Regions from separate parts of the Ovis aries genome. Here region 1 is linked to region 2. The links are chromatin contacts, called in public Hi-C maps. All regions are on one chromosome and are shown on one strand. Each heading gives the region's core, a stretch centred on a gene start, on an enhancer-like site or on the middle of the called end of the contact. The rest is flanking DNA. Distances are from core to core; before and after follow the strand shown. Region 1 overlaps WRNIP1 (WRN helicase interacting protein 1). Region 2 holds the start of NQO2 (N-ribosyldihydronicotinamide:quinone dehydrogenase 2).

What was found. Hi-C and Micro-C count contacts between places; a contact is called where the count stands out from the background.
Region 1: a Hi-C map of omental adipose tissue shows a contact between it and region 2, with 3 times the contacts expected there. The contact joins the enhancer-like site here to the promoter of NQO2 in region 2. A contact is called at or near these places in 6 of 16 Hi-C or Micro-C datasets (blood, hypothalamus, liver and 3 more).

What each region holds. Positions count from the first base shown.
Region 1 is chr20:49,946,937-49,954,012 of ARS-UI_Ramb_v3.0, forward strand. It overlaps WRNIP1 (WRN helicase interacting protein 1), which reads right to left. Exons shown (of 7, transcript XM_027958717.3): 5 at 6,983-7,076; 6 at 5,845-5,924; 7 at 4,692-5,366. The coding sequence ends at 5,091. Among named protein-coding and RNA genes, the nearest start is that of WRNIP1, 12 kb to the right of the region's middle. Within about 2 kb of position 2,190, at least 6 of the 54 cell types and tissues checked have an H3K27ac peak or open chromatin away from gene starts, as enhancers often do.
Region 2 is chr20:49,749,236-49,755,951 of ARS-UI_Ramb_v3.0, forward strand. NQO2 (N-ribosyldihydronicotinamide:quinone dehydrogenase 2) reads right to left here and starts at 1,405. Exons shown (of 9, transcript XM_060403548.1): 1 at 1,247-1,405; 2 at 667-713; 3 at 1-121.

The sequences.
Region 1 (7,076 bases), core at 940-3,439, 200 kb after region 2:
GTGTCTGGAAGAGCCTGTTGGCCACCAAAAACTGCTTTCTGGATTCTCAAGTGTGGTCTGCAGGGGCCAGCAGAGGAAGCATCACCTGGGGACCTACTAGAGGTGGACCCCGCCACAGCTGGGCTGGACTGGAATTCTGGGCTCCAACGGGCTCACCAGTCTGAGAACCATTGGCCAGGCGGCTGAGCACTCAGGCTACCTGGGTTCCAAGCCGTCTCTGTGGCCCCGGGACAGTCACTCAGCCTCCCTGAGTCCCAAGTTCTGCCCTGGATAAAAAACAGACGCGGCTCAGATGGTCACCTGAGAAGCATATGATAAAACACTTTCAACAACGCCAGACACACAGAAGGCAGCACGCCTGTGTACAATGATTGCTGTTTTTCAGCTGCTCAGTCGTGTCCGACTATTTTCAACCCCATGGACGGCAGCATACCAAGCTGCCCTGTCCTCCACCATTTCCCAGAGTTTGTTCAAACTCATGTCCATTGAGTCAGTGATGCCATCCAACCATCTCATCCTCTGTTTTCCCCTTCTCCTCCCGCCTTCAATGGAGAAGGAAATGGCAACCCACTCCAGGATTCTTGCCTGGAAAATCCCATGGACGGAGGAGCTTGGTGGGCTACAGTCCACGGGTTGTAAAGAGTCGGACACGACTGAGCGACTTCACTTCCACTTTCCCGCCTTCAAACTTTCCCATCATCAGGGTCTTTTCCAATGAGTCGGTTCTTCCCATCAGGTGGCCAAAGTATTGGAGCTTCAGCTTCAGCATCAGTCCTTCCAATGAATATTCAGGACTGATTTCCTTTAGGATGGACTGGTTGGATCTCCTTGCAGTCCAAGGGACTCTCAAGAGTCTTCTCCAACACCACAGTTCAAAAGCATCAATTCTTCGGTGCTCAGCCGTTGTTATGGTCCAGCTCTCACATCTGTACAAAACCCCTGGGAAAACCATGGCTCTGACTAGGCTGACCTTCACAATGATTCACAGGAGCCAAAACCCTGACGCGTGTCCCAGTGTCCCTGGGAGACTGTGACCACCCCTGTCCCGACTGGCCTCCCCGAGGAAGGGATGTCACGCACGGTTCTCAGCAGGTCTTCCCCGCTGCCATCAGGTGCTTCTTTGACCCCATCCTACAGAGGAAGAGAGTGAAAACAAAGACGATGACCTCGGGCAAGGTCACACAGGGGAGAAGCGGTGTAGACAGATCTGGGCCCTGGCTCTTCACCACTGGGCGCGGGGGCTGCGGGCAGGGAGGGTGGGAGAGAGTGGGACTGACGCCAGGTGAGGGGGTGGGATGCTGCCCCGAGGACTAAAGGGTGGACTGGCTTTTTACCCCGAGAGCAGGGGGAGGACGCGTGGGTGGGGCGATCAGACCCCTCCCTGGGCAGGGGAGGGCCCAGGGCAGCGCAGCCCGGGCTGGTGAAGGAGCTGCAGGAGGGGGCCTGGGGTGCAGACCGCATCTCTGGTTCCCAGAAGCCGCGTGTCACACGCAGCGCGCGGTCCCAGGACCGTGTGCGCAGCCGCCGAAAGCCGCACAGACAGTTCCAGGACCTGACCAACCTTGAGGCGAGGGAAGGCAGGCTCGGGAACAGCTGAGGCTGCCTCCGATTTTCTCACACACACTGGGAGAAACACCCAGGAGGCAGAGACTGGCGGAGCTTACCCTCCGCTGAGAACTAATGCTAAACTGGGCTCGTATTGTTTTTTTGCCACGTGGTTTGTTTTGGTTTTGGCTGTATCCCCTCCGGTACCTTTTTGGCAAAAGTCACAATTACTTTTGTAATCAGACAAATAAATAGTAACTGGCCTGTGAGGTTAACCACAAACACTGCTAACGGCCCTGGCTGAGCGTGGTCGTGGGCACCAGGCGGCCGCTAGGCTGAGACTGGTGGAGGCTGCCTCCTGGTGGACACATGGGGAGGACCGACCTGGGCTGAGAGTGGCTTATGCAGCTCAGGGACAGCTCATAGTCACTGTCACTCAACAAACACACGCTGCATGATGGGAATATAAAACCCAGCTTAAACACTGTTTAAACTACGGCCGTCTATAACAAGACCACGTTTCGCAGCACGGCTTAGCTCTGCTTCTGTCGGAGTTGTTTCTTGTCTCCGCCTTGGTCCTGCTCCTCGAGTAAGTTCGCTCCTGGGCTGTCACGGAGGTTTTCTGGGTACATTTCCTGATTGCAGTCACAGTCCAGTCTACTGCTTTGCGCATGTTGTTTGTGTCAGGCCGTCTCGCTGGACTGTCTCTCAGGGCACACCGTCAGCTGGGACTCTGCTTCTTCTGAGACACGCTCACGGTACGTCTGGTCTCAGAGATGTGTCCGTCCCACCGCACCCCCACCCCTCCAGACCCCAGCTCCCACGTCTTTAGCCGGGAGCGCCTGGCAGGTGCTGCAATGGGGGCGCCGGCGGGTCGGGGGGCAGGAGCAGCCAGGCGCCCTCTCCTTCCCCCACCCCCGACTCCGCCAACTCAGGAGTTGGGTCCTCCCCCCACACCCCCAACTCGGCCTCTGGCCTGGTCAGAGGTGCTGGTTGGCTTTTGCCGCCCTGGGCCCCTCCAGCTCCCTCCATTCCCCGCTAGGCCGTGGGACCCCATGGCTGGGAGTGGCGAGCTTTCCTTATCTAGAACGCTAGTCAGGAGAATGGGTCGAGCCCATCTTGTTTCATTTCCTCCCAAGGCCCTGCCCATCCCTCAGGAAAGGCGTCTTCAGCTGGAGAATGAGGGCCAGCACAATGCGGGAGGCTGGGGAGAGGCTGGGCCCGCGGCCACAACTGGGCGGGTCCCAGGAGAGCAGCCAAGGACTCACCCTGTCTACACGGCGGGCACCCCCAGGGCTCCGACGGCAGTGCTTGCCCTCTGCTGCCCCAGGAGGCTCTGTGAACCAGACCCAGCAGAGCTGGCGGCCTGGTCCCCTTCTCATACGGAGACTCAGGACACAAACGCATGCTGCTGGGGACGCCTGACCACCTGGCACTCAGAACGCGGGGGGCAGACATTCCCCCACCAGGGGGAGGACAGCCTGAGAGGATAAGCCCTGAAAACTCTGGACGCCAGGTTCCCACAAACGGCTCCTGGAGAATCTGATCACACCCCGCCCGGCCCGCATCCGCCCCAGTTCTGGATGAGGTCCGCTTGGCCACCAACATCTCAACCACACTTCCATCCTGTCCACGTCCACCCCGGATGTAAGGTAAGGACTTAACTCCGGTTTCAATAGCACAGGATTTTGTCTTTTGTTTCTTAATGTTCCCAACAAGGGCTCAGTGTGAGGCAGGCACTGCTTATTTATTGAATGAAAAAAACCGTCCCAGAACTCAGACTCAAGTGTCCAGACTGAACAGGTCCCCAACACACTCAGTGAAACAAATCACGGCCAACTCGGCGACCCTGGAAGGCCCGCTCAGCCTGCGGAGGGTGGGACGGGAAGGCGCCTGGCCAGGACGGCCTACTTGGGGCTTTTCAATTTACTTGAGAAAACTTTCAGGGTTTCCCGGGTGACGCCAGTGGTAAAGAGCCTGCTTGCTGACACAAGAGACGTGAAAGCAAGGCCAGGTCTGACCCCTGGGTCCCAAGATGCCCCAGAAAAGGAAGTGGCAACCCACCCCAGTATTCTCGCCTGGGAAGCCCCGTGGACAGGGGAGCCGGGAGCTACGGTCCACGGGGTCGCATGCACACGTTTCAGTCCTTACCGGGCTGCGCTGGGTCCCCGTGGCAGCATGTGGGACGTAGTTCCCTGACCTGGGGTCGAACCAGGGCCCCCTGCCTCGGCAGCCAGGAGTCTTAACCACTGGACACCATGGAAGTTCTCCAACCTTGAGTTTATTCCCGAACCATCAGGCGGGTCTGCAGGCGGAGTAAGCACATCCCCAGACTCTCGGGTGGCTTTGCTGCCCAGGACTCTGTGCTCCTTGAAGCGACCGCAGGATCTGCCTCATGTGAGCAGGTCGAGCACAGGATCCCGAGGTCAGACATGATGCACGCATGAAGCAACGGCGCCCAGGATAGGAGGGGTCCCCCCTCGGGGCAGACCACCAACAGACGAGCAGGTGGGGTGCTCCCGGAAGAGAGGGCTGCCCAACAGCAGGAGGGAGCTTGAGAAGTCAGTGAGGCAGAGCAGGACCCTGTGGTCCTTTGCCAGGTGCCGCCACCTGCTTTGTGTGCGGAAAAGCTTTAGCTAAAGGGCAAGTCTCATCAGAGAGGTGAGAGAAAGCAGAAGCAAAGGCAAACAGTCGAGGGGGACCACACAGCGGCAGGTGAGTCAGGAAGCAGAGCAGGGGCCTTGAGTTCCTTCTCCAAGGCTACAGGCAGTCTCCAGGGCTACAGGTAGTCTCCAGGGCTACAGGTAGCTGGAACCATATCCTGAGCTGGAACCTTCGCCAGGTGGCGCCAGCTGCACGTTGATCAGATTGCAGCCATGACCTACGTCACCACAATTCTGAGAACTGGCCTCAAAGAACTGGGAACCAACCAACTCTGGAACTGAAGATTAACCGTACTTAAATCAATCACGATGATGTTTCAAAATCCTTCAAAATTTTTAAAGTTGATTTTCACAGACACACAGACTTCTGACCTCTGTTACCTAGGGTCATTTTTCCTCCCGTGTTTACCCATCAGAATGTAACACTGACAGATGTTGTTGGAACCTCGGATCCCAGGTGGAAAACAGGCAAGAACTGAAGAGTACTTTGAAATAGTTTTATTGGCTCATAAGACCTTTGCATATAAAAAAAATACCCAAAACACTATGCAGTATTAAACCACAATTACATTTTTTTTAATCAATTGAAACTACCCAGAATAAACATTTTTTAAAGGAAAAGAAACCTACAGAACTCAATTTTGAAGTGACATTATGACTTAAATACTATGACAAAATAGATACCTCCTTATACCGTGAATCCATTGCACGAAGCTGCCAGAACGTTTCATGAGCATCACGTCGCACAGGGTGCAAACGAACACAACGCCACGTCACACATGCAGCCGCAGTGGCTGCGCCCCCACCGCAGAACGCTCCGCCGCTGGCGCAGAAGGCGGGCGGGACAGCCTCCGCCAGCCCCCGGCCGGTCGGCCGCCTCCGTCAGCACCGCCGCTGCTTGAAGAAGTCCACGCCCCGCAGCTCCTGCGGCAGGTACTCCTGCTCCACCGGCTCGCTGTAGGCGGGGTTGTACTTGTAGCCCTGGCCGTAGCCCAGGTCCTTCATCAGCCTGGTGGGCGCGTTGCGCAGGTGCAGGGGCACGGGGGGCAGTGGGCCCTGGTGGCTCCGCAGGCAGGCCTTGACGTTGTTGTAGGCGCTGTACACCTCGATCGACTTCGGGGCTCGCGCCAGGTAGACGACACACTGGGCCAGGAGCACCTGCGCGGGGTTGGGGGGCGCCGCCCCGGGTTAACTCTGGGAACCACCCCCCCCCCCCCCCCGCCGCGCTGACGTCCCATGGGGCCCACAGTCTGGACAAACCACGACAAGGAGGCGGCGTCCCTCCCCGAGGCAAAGCTAAACCAGACCAGTGGTTTTCTTTTAAAACTGAAAGGACTTTTTATTACATGAAATTCTTCTTGAAACCCCACCATGTAAAGCTAAGCAGGAGCTGCTCTGTCTGTGGGTGAACTTGCTTGTTTGTTCAGCTCCTCTGAGGCTCCTGCCCCCAGGAAACCCTGAGCACTTCTGAGGAGCCCACACCAGACCGTGCTGACACCAAGGTCCCTTCCCCCCAGCGTCTAAGCTTCTAGATGGGGGTCAGAGAGCCAGGCGGCCTCCTCCGCGGTCCAGGCTCCCAGAGGTCCAGGCCCGGGGAGGCGCCACCCAAGGCGACGGCACCGGGCAGGGGCCTTACCTCGCACTCGGGCATGCCTATGAAGTGACAGCCTTGGTAGGTGGCGACAGCTTGTGTCAGCGCGGACGGGTCAGCCAGGCCTGCCACACACACGGACGGGGCGAGTTAGGTCCCACCGCACACCCCCGCGCCAACCCACCACGCCTGCAGACCCTGACCGAGGAGTCATTCAGCAAGAGCTGATCTTAGCTGACTCCAGAGGTGTGCACGGGGCGGTCACTGTGCACGCTTAAGAACTATTGTTTCCTTGGAGATTAAAGCTCTGCATCCAGTAGGAAAAACAGGGGACCACGTACAGCACCCGTAAAGAGCAGAGGCCATGGAGACAGGCAGGGGATGGACACGCCGAGAACAGGGCACTGCTGACGCCACAGACAGCTAAGGCTCTGGGACCTCCTTAAAGGGGCCTGGAGTCCTCCCTTTCCATTAACATCTCGGGAGCTCTGATGAAAACCAGAACACCTGACTCCAAAGCAAAATTAAAACGCTGCTTTTATTTCAACACAGGCACTTCGGCGAGACTGTGGCCTTGGTTCTGGACTACTGCAATAACACGAAAACCAAGATAAAGTGAAAACCGCGACAAAGCAAGCTGAACGGATGCTCTGGTTCCCCGGCCTGCCCAGAGCTTATGTTAACAGTACAGTCGTGTCTAAAACACTTCACTGCTCAACCTGCTAACTGTCACCCGAGCCTTGAGGGAGCCAGCCTCTCTGCAGTGGTGACATCAGAGAGGACTTGCCACAGACCTCCAAACAAAAGCAGGACAGAGATGGGAGTGTGAATGCTGCAAGAATCGTCCAAGTACGACACGGGGACACCACGTGGGCAACTGCTGCCGACAGGGCCTCCACACGGGGTCCCACGGACCCCACGGCGACACAGGCACGAGCTGTGAAGGCGGCCCGCGTGGGCAGAGCAGGTGGTCTGCACCCCTGTGGGGTTACTACCGAGGGACGCAGTGACCCATGACTGTGACGGCCAGACGCCCAGAAACACACGTCGGCCTCCACCGAGTCCATTCACCGCCCGCCCAGGACACTCCCACGGCCCCGCCCAGGACACTCCCACGGCCCCGCCCAGGACACTCCCACGGCCCCGCCCAGGACACTCCCACTGCCCCGCCCAGGACACTCACCCACGTCCTCGCTGGCGAACCTCACGAGCCGCCGGGCCACGTAGAGCGGGTCCTCGCCGCCCTCCAGCATGCGGCCCAGCCAGTAGAGCGCGGC
Region 2 (6,716 bases), core at 155-2,654:
CCAGGAAGATGGGTATTCTTCTCTCTGAATCCTGCCGAGAGGAGGGTGTGCTGTTTTGTTAGTCCTGGGTGCAGGGGGCCCTGAGCTCTCAGGCACGGTCACTCTCAGTGATGCCAGTGACCTAGAAGAGGAAACAAATGCTGAGGGAGGTGGAGAGACATGGTGGGCAGCTCGATGTGCAGCCGTGGGCAGGCTGAGGCAGGGGAACAGCAAGCGTGAGGCAGCGTTGGGACTGGCCTGGGGAGCTCAGATAGCCTACACGGGACATGCGGTTACAACAGAGCTGGGTGGTGGGAGATTCCGTCCAAGGGCTGGGCGGGTCAGAAGTGCACGAGTGAAGACTTTATCCTGAGCCTGGCAGAAGCCCCAGGAGCATGTCCGGAGAGTGATGGGCTGCAGACTCAGGGAGCACCTTCTCCTGAGGTCCCCGGGGTCAGGGCCCAAAGACAGTCTAGTTTAGGAAGAAAAGCTTTCATTTCAGTGCTGACAGCAGGGGAGGCATCCCCTTATCTCTCTGCCTGGTCCAGTGTACCTAGTTACATCACCTACCAGGCCGCTGGAGGCCTCGGAGTTCTGACTCCTCGTGGGGTCCAATTCTCCTAGTTGTACAGAATGAGAAACTGAGGCCCAAGAAGCAGGCCACTTGTCCAGCACTTCCCTACTGACCTTGCGCCACAGCAGGGAGAGCCGTCTCCTTCCGTGAAGAGGGCGCCCTTATCAGGCAGACAGGAAAACAGAAGCGTGTCGCTGTTAAACTACATACATCACCCCACACCAAACGGACTCACACCCTTTATGCACTCTATTTCGTTCCAGCCTCCTCGACCGCTCCTCTCCCGGGCTCCCTCCATCCCCCCTGGAACCGTAAAGAGCGGCGCAGGAAGCACACACCACATACATGTCCCACTTCTTGGATTTTCTGGCTGAGATTCTCAGGGAACTAAGGTTGGAGAAGCTGAGTTTCGGGTCCTGGCACCCGGGGCAAAGGCCGAGCCGGAACCCCGAGAGCCCAGGCCAGGCCTCCGAGCCGCCTGCTCGCGGACCCCAGGCGGCCCCTTGCCGTCCGCGCGTGGCGTCAGCGCGGGCCGAGTCCAGGGCCGAGGGCAGCGGCTGGGGGCAGCGACGGGCCTGCGCACACCCGCGCCCCAGGCCTCGCAAGTGCAGGGGGAAGCTCGGGCACGCGGGGGTGGAAGCCCGCGGAGACCCTGGCCCCGGGAAGCGGCCCCCGGAGAGCGCGGACACTCACCTCGGCCAAAACGCCCGAGTACGACCGGCAGGACGAGACTTCCCTCTGGGAGAACGTCCAGCGTCCACGCCACGATCCGGCCGCGCGGACTACGCACTCACAGGCGTCGCGAGCGGACAATGCGGGCGCGCTCCGCAGGCCTGGACGCGGGGCCCTGCCGGCGGGGCCCCGCCCATGCCCCGCCCACGAGCGCCGAGGCCACGCCCCCCGCCTCTGTCCGGAGCGCAGCCCCGCCCCCGACCTGTCCGGACCTCTCCTCGCGCCGCCCCGGCATAAGCCCCGCCCACACGCCCTTCGCCCCGCCCCTACCCTGTCCTCGCCCCTGGGAGCCGGACCCGGCTCCGCTCCGAGGCAGCTGAAGGGATGGCAGTTCTGGGAAGGGGGTGCGCCGTGTCCGCCCCTCCCGCCGCCTCTGCCCCTAGGCCCACTCAGGGTCAGAGCACTCAGCCGTAAAAAGGGTGAACGATCGGGGCCTCAGCAGCCGGGGCAAATTTGCAGAGAAATACGCTGCAGGAAAATCGCCAATCCCTGAGGGTCCCCCCTGAACGATCACGTTTATGTATCATTCTCGAGATGAGATTCTAGAAACGGAGAGCAGGTTGGTGGTTGCCGGGTTTCTGGTGGGCAGGTGTGATTCTAAGGGGCCTTGTGCTGATGGGAATGCGCCGTGTGTGACCGTTCAGGCGGTGGCGCTGTTCTGTGGTCTGGCCTGACGTTCTTATTGGGGAGGCTGGGGGTAAAGGGCGCACAGGCAGGTTCAAGGCCAAGGAGATCCCCGGAAGGCAGAGAGACACCGAACTGGAGCCTGCAGACGTGTGCGGGAGGGCTTCTGGTGGGCACTTTGGGCCAATTGTCTCTTTTCTCTCTCTCTAGCACTTTCTGGCCTGCACCACCTCATTTGTAGACCCCCTGCCATTGGGACTCACTAGAGGACCCTCCCAAACTCTGCCTTGATTTCTGGTGTCCCGGGATGGCCCTTGGGGCTCTCCTGGTGGCTCAGACGGTAAAGAGCCTGCTTGCAATGCAGGAGACCCAGGTCTGATCCCTGCGTCGGGAAGATGCTCTGGAGATGTTCATGGCAACTCACTCCAGTACACTTACCTGGAGAATTCCATGGACAGAGGGTCCATGGGGTTGCAAAGAGTTGGACACCACTGAGTGACTAACTCTTTCACTTTCAGGATGGGCTGAGAGAGCGAAGGCTGGTTCCCCTTCGAGCATAACATTCCTGATGCAAACAGCTGCAGCGTCTGCAGCGTCTGGGCGGTCTGTCCGAGGCTGCCGTCTTTCTTGGGTTCATAGTGAGGACGTGGTCTCTCTATGCGTGACATGCCCTCATGCCAGCAGCAGACAGGCCACCTTATCTTGTGAGCCTGGGAGGTGCTGGGGGCCGTTTTCATTTTAGAATGACCTTTGCCTGAGGGAAAAGCTGTGGAGGCATTTCCAAATGTACCAGAATGTCCTCAAAGACGAGATCTGGCTTAGTTTTCTTCCCTCTTTCTCGTCAGACTGAGATGATGTCCCCAAATCCTCTTTGAGTCACATGAGATGATTGCAACTAAGAAAGGCGGATGCAGGGACTCCGGGGTAACCTTCCAAGGGGGGGGTGACTGACCCTGTTGTCCCTTGGGAGGGGGTTGTTCACATCTTTGGTGTCATGAGGTTGTGGTTGTTTATGCAAAGTCATGTTCAACTCTTGCGACCTCATGGACTGTATAACCTGCCAGCCTTCTCTGGGATTTCCCAGGCAAGAATACTGGATTGGTTTGCCATTTCCTCCTCCAGGGGATCTTCCCAACCCAGAGATGGAACCTGCATCTCCCACTTGACAGGCAGATTCTTTACCACTGAGCCACCAGGGTGCTGTGAGGACCAATAGGGAAAACAGCCGGGCCTCCCGGTGACTGTGGAGCCGCAGGCAACCAGGCTGGGAGCCGTCCAGACCCTGGTGTGGAGTGGAAGTGCTGGGCCGGAAGGGAGATCAAGATGCGACCCCGCCTCTGAAAACTCGCAGGTCGGGGGAGCGTCTGGGTCCAGCCGCGCTTTGATCCTAGTCCGCGAAGAGGCAGCACCATCTGGCGGCCGCGCGCGGGAATCGCAGGTGCGGAGGGGACGTCGCCCTCTGGACAAGGTCAGCTGGCCGGCGCTCCCCTGGGTCTTCAGGATGGTGAAAGCGCCAGCGGTGGATTGGATAGGGGCCCGTCTGGCGAAGAGAAATGTGATTCCCTGCTAATCTGGCGTTTACTGCACACAGGACATTGCTACTGTGAGCCTACGGAGGAGGCGGTGCTATTAAAACGAGATATGCAGATACAGCATCGACAGCAAGCATGACCTCTAAGGGTCGTAAGTGGAGTGTTCACTTCACCCCTTGCAGAGCAGAAAGAGGCTTAGGCTTCCGGCGGGTGTCGGGGGGGAGGGGGGAGGCAGTTAAGCCAGCTGCATACTTCTTTGCCTCAGTTCAGTTCAGTTCAGTTCAGTCCAGTTCAGTTCAGTTCAGTCGCTCAGTCGTGTCCGACTCTTTGCGACCCCATGAATCGCAGCACGCCAGGCCTCCCTGTCCATCACCAACTCCCGGAGTTCACTCAGACTCACGTGCATCGAGTCGGTGATGCCATCCAGCCATCTCATCCTGGGTCGTCCCCTTCTCCTCCTGCCCCCAATCCCTCCCAGCATCAGAGTCTTTTCCAGTGAGTCAACTCTTCTCATGAGGTGGCCAAAGTACTGGAGTTTCAGCTTTAGCATCATTCCTTCCAAAGAAATCCCAGGGTTGATCTCCTTCAAAATGGACTGGTTGGATCTCCTTGCAGTCCAAAGGACTCTCAAGAGTCAGCTGCCCCTTATTTTGTGTTTCAGATGAAAATTAATATTGAGGGTTACCTCAAGACTAATCGAAGTAGCTTGAACGTTTTCCTAGAGAAGTAGTTCCTTTTGGTTTTATTTAACGGCTTTTCTTTCCTCTACGAACATCATCCACCTTCTTTTGGGAAACAAACTTCCTGAGAACTCAGGTTGTGTTTGTAAATATATTTATCCACCTCTCTGCCTGGCCGCACTGGGTCTCGGCTGGGCGTATGGGATCTAATTCTCCCACCAGGGATCAAACCCCGGGCCCCTGCATTGGGAATGTGGAATCCTATCTCCTGATCACCAGGGAAGTCCCTCTAGTTAATCTTTTTTTTTTTTTTTTTTTTTATGGTGGTAAAATCTCTGTAACAAAAGATCTGTCGTTTCAACCATTGTAAGTACACAACGGTATTAATTATATTCAGTGGCATTAATTACATTCAGAATGCCATGCAATGTCACTATTTTTACTTCTGAAAATTTGTCATCATCCCAAACAGAAACTCACTAATCCTTAAGCAGAAACTCCAAACTCCCCACTCCACCCAGGCTCTGTACCGATAATCTTTCTGCTTTCCATGAACTTGCCTGTTCTCGATGTTTCATACAATTGGGATCATGCAACAGGCGGCCTTTTGCTCTGGGTTTCTTCACTGAGCACAATGTTTTCAAGGCTCATCCGTATCATGACATGCATCAGAACTTCACTCCTTTTTGCTGCTGAATAATATTCTACTTCATGCACATACCACAGTTTATCCTTCCATGTGTTGTTTTAACCTTGCATAGGTTGATGGACACTTGGGTCATTTGGCTGTTGTGAATAATGCTGAAATAATTATTGGGGCACAAGTGTCTGAGCCCCTTTTAAAAAAATCTGGGTGTATACCAAGGAGTGAAATCGCAGCATCGTGTAGTAACTGTTTTGCTTTTTAAGGAACTGCCAAACTGGTTTCCACAGTGGCTCCACTGTTTTGGAGTAGGATATGGCAATCCCCTCCAGTTTCTTGCCTGGAGAATTCCATGGGCTGGCTACAGTCCATGAAGTTGCAAAGAGTCAGACACGGCTGAGAGACTAACACGCCACGTCCGCTGCTTTACGTTCCGACTGATTTCTCTACATTTCTCATCATCTGCTATGTTGCTTTTCTTTGTATTATTGTTTTAGCTGCGCTGATGTTTTTCCTAATGTCTCACTGTGGTTTTGTTCAGCATTTCCCTGGTGACTAATGATGTTCAGAATCGTTTCTTGTGCTCACTGGCCATTTGTTTACCTTTGATGAAATAGCTATACAAATCCTTTGTCCATTACGTAATTGGGTTGTTTGTCTATTTGTGGTTGAATAATAGGAGTTCTGTATATACTGTGGATGTTATCAGATTTATAATTTGCAAGCATTTTCTCCCGTTCTGTAGGTTGTCTTTCACTTTTGGGGGGAGGGTCCTATTTCTCTAAAAGCAATTAGCCAGAGTTTCCCTTAGTTCCCTCCCATAGTTACTCCTTGCTTGCTGCTGCGTTCCCGAGGAAGAGTTGGAAGATGGTTTGGAGGCATTGTCTTTGCTCAGGGAACAGGCTGGTTGTCTGAGTCTTTTCAGGTTTCTTTGGACATTTCAGGACGAGCAGATGTCTCATGTTTTCAGGGTGTCCCTTGTCTCCCTTTGAAGATCATCCAACCCCGGAAATCTCAAGAAGCAACACAGCGGCTTTTCTCAAATGTAACTAGAAGAGATCGACCTGGCCAGTTTCGTTAGGAAATTAGCTATTATGATGATTCCCATACAAAACCCCTGGTTTCTGAGAACTTTCACTTCCTGTGGTATTTTGGGAAGACCTGCTGCTTGTCAAGAGTGATTGAGCTAGATTCCTCAAATGCTGTGGCTGGAATTCTAATGGCAACATGTCGTGAACTGGCTATTTCATTAATAAATCGGAAATGGATAATGTGCCCACGAAATGGGAATCTGGAGACCAGATTCAAGTAAAAAACTCCATGACTAAATAGGTTTTCGATGTTAAGTGGCCAGTCAGGCCATGAATAATCGACTCATTAAAAACGAGAATGCAGGCATCTCGTATTTTAACTTATTTTAAATCATCGACTCATTGGACATGAGTTTGAGCAAACTCCAGGGAAGTCTGGCATGCTGCAGTCCATGGGGTCGCAAAGAGTGAGATGTGACTGAGCGACTGAACAACAATTCAGCAGTTAGCTGACAATCCAATACTGGCAAATTCAACATGCTTTCTGAAATTACTTTTGCATGTACTTACTTGGACCCAAGCAAACCTATAACTCCCTGTTTCTACCCCAAACCAATAAGAGTGTTTTGGCAACTGTGGGAATACAGATATTAAGCTCTCACGGCACACAGTGACCTATGGTGGGTGAAAGTTTGATTAAAAATTAGAAGTAAAGGGTACTTTCAAGACTGTACTACTGGAATTGCAAATATATTTTGGCAAAATTCTGTTCTATGACTTATCTTCCTACTTCATGATAAGTGTTGGATGAGAGGATGTGAACTGAGTAAGTCTCGCTGCTATTCAAGGACAAGCTAGAATGGCACTTGCTATTTCTGGGTAATTACCAGAAATAAGAATAGTGTGGGTTTGTGCCGTTAG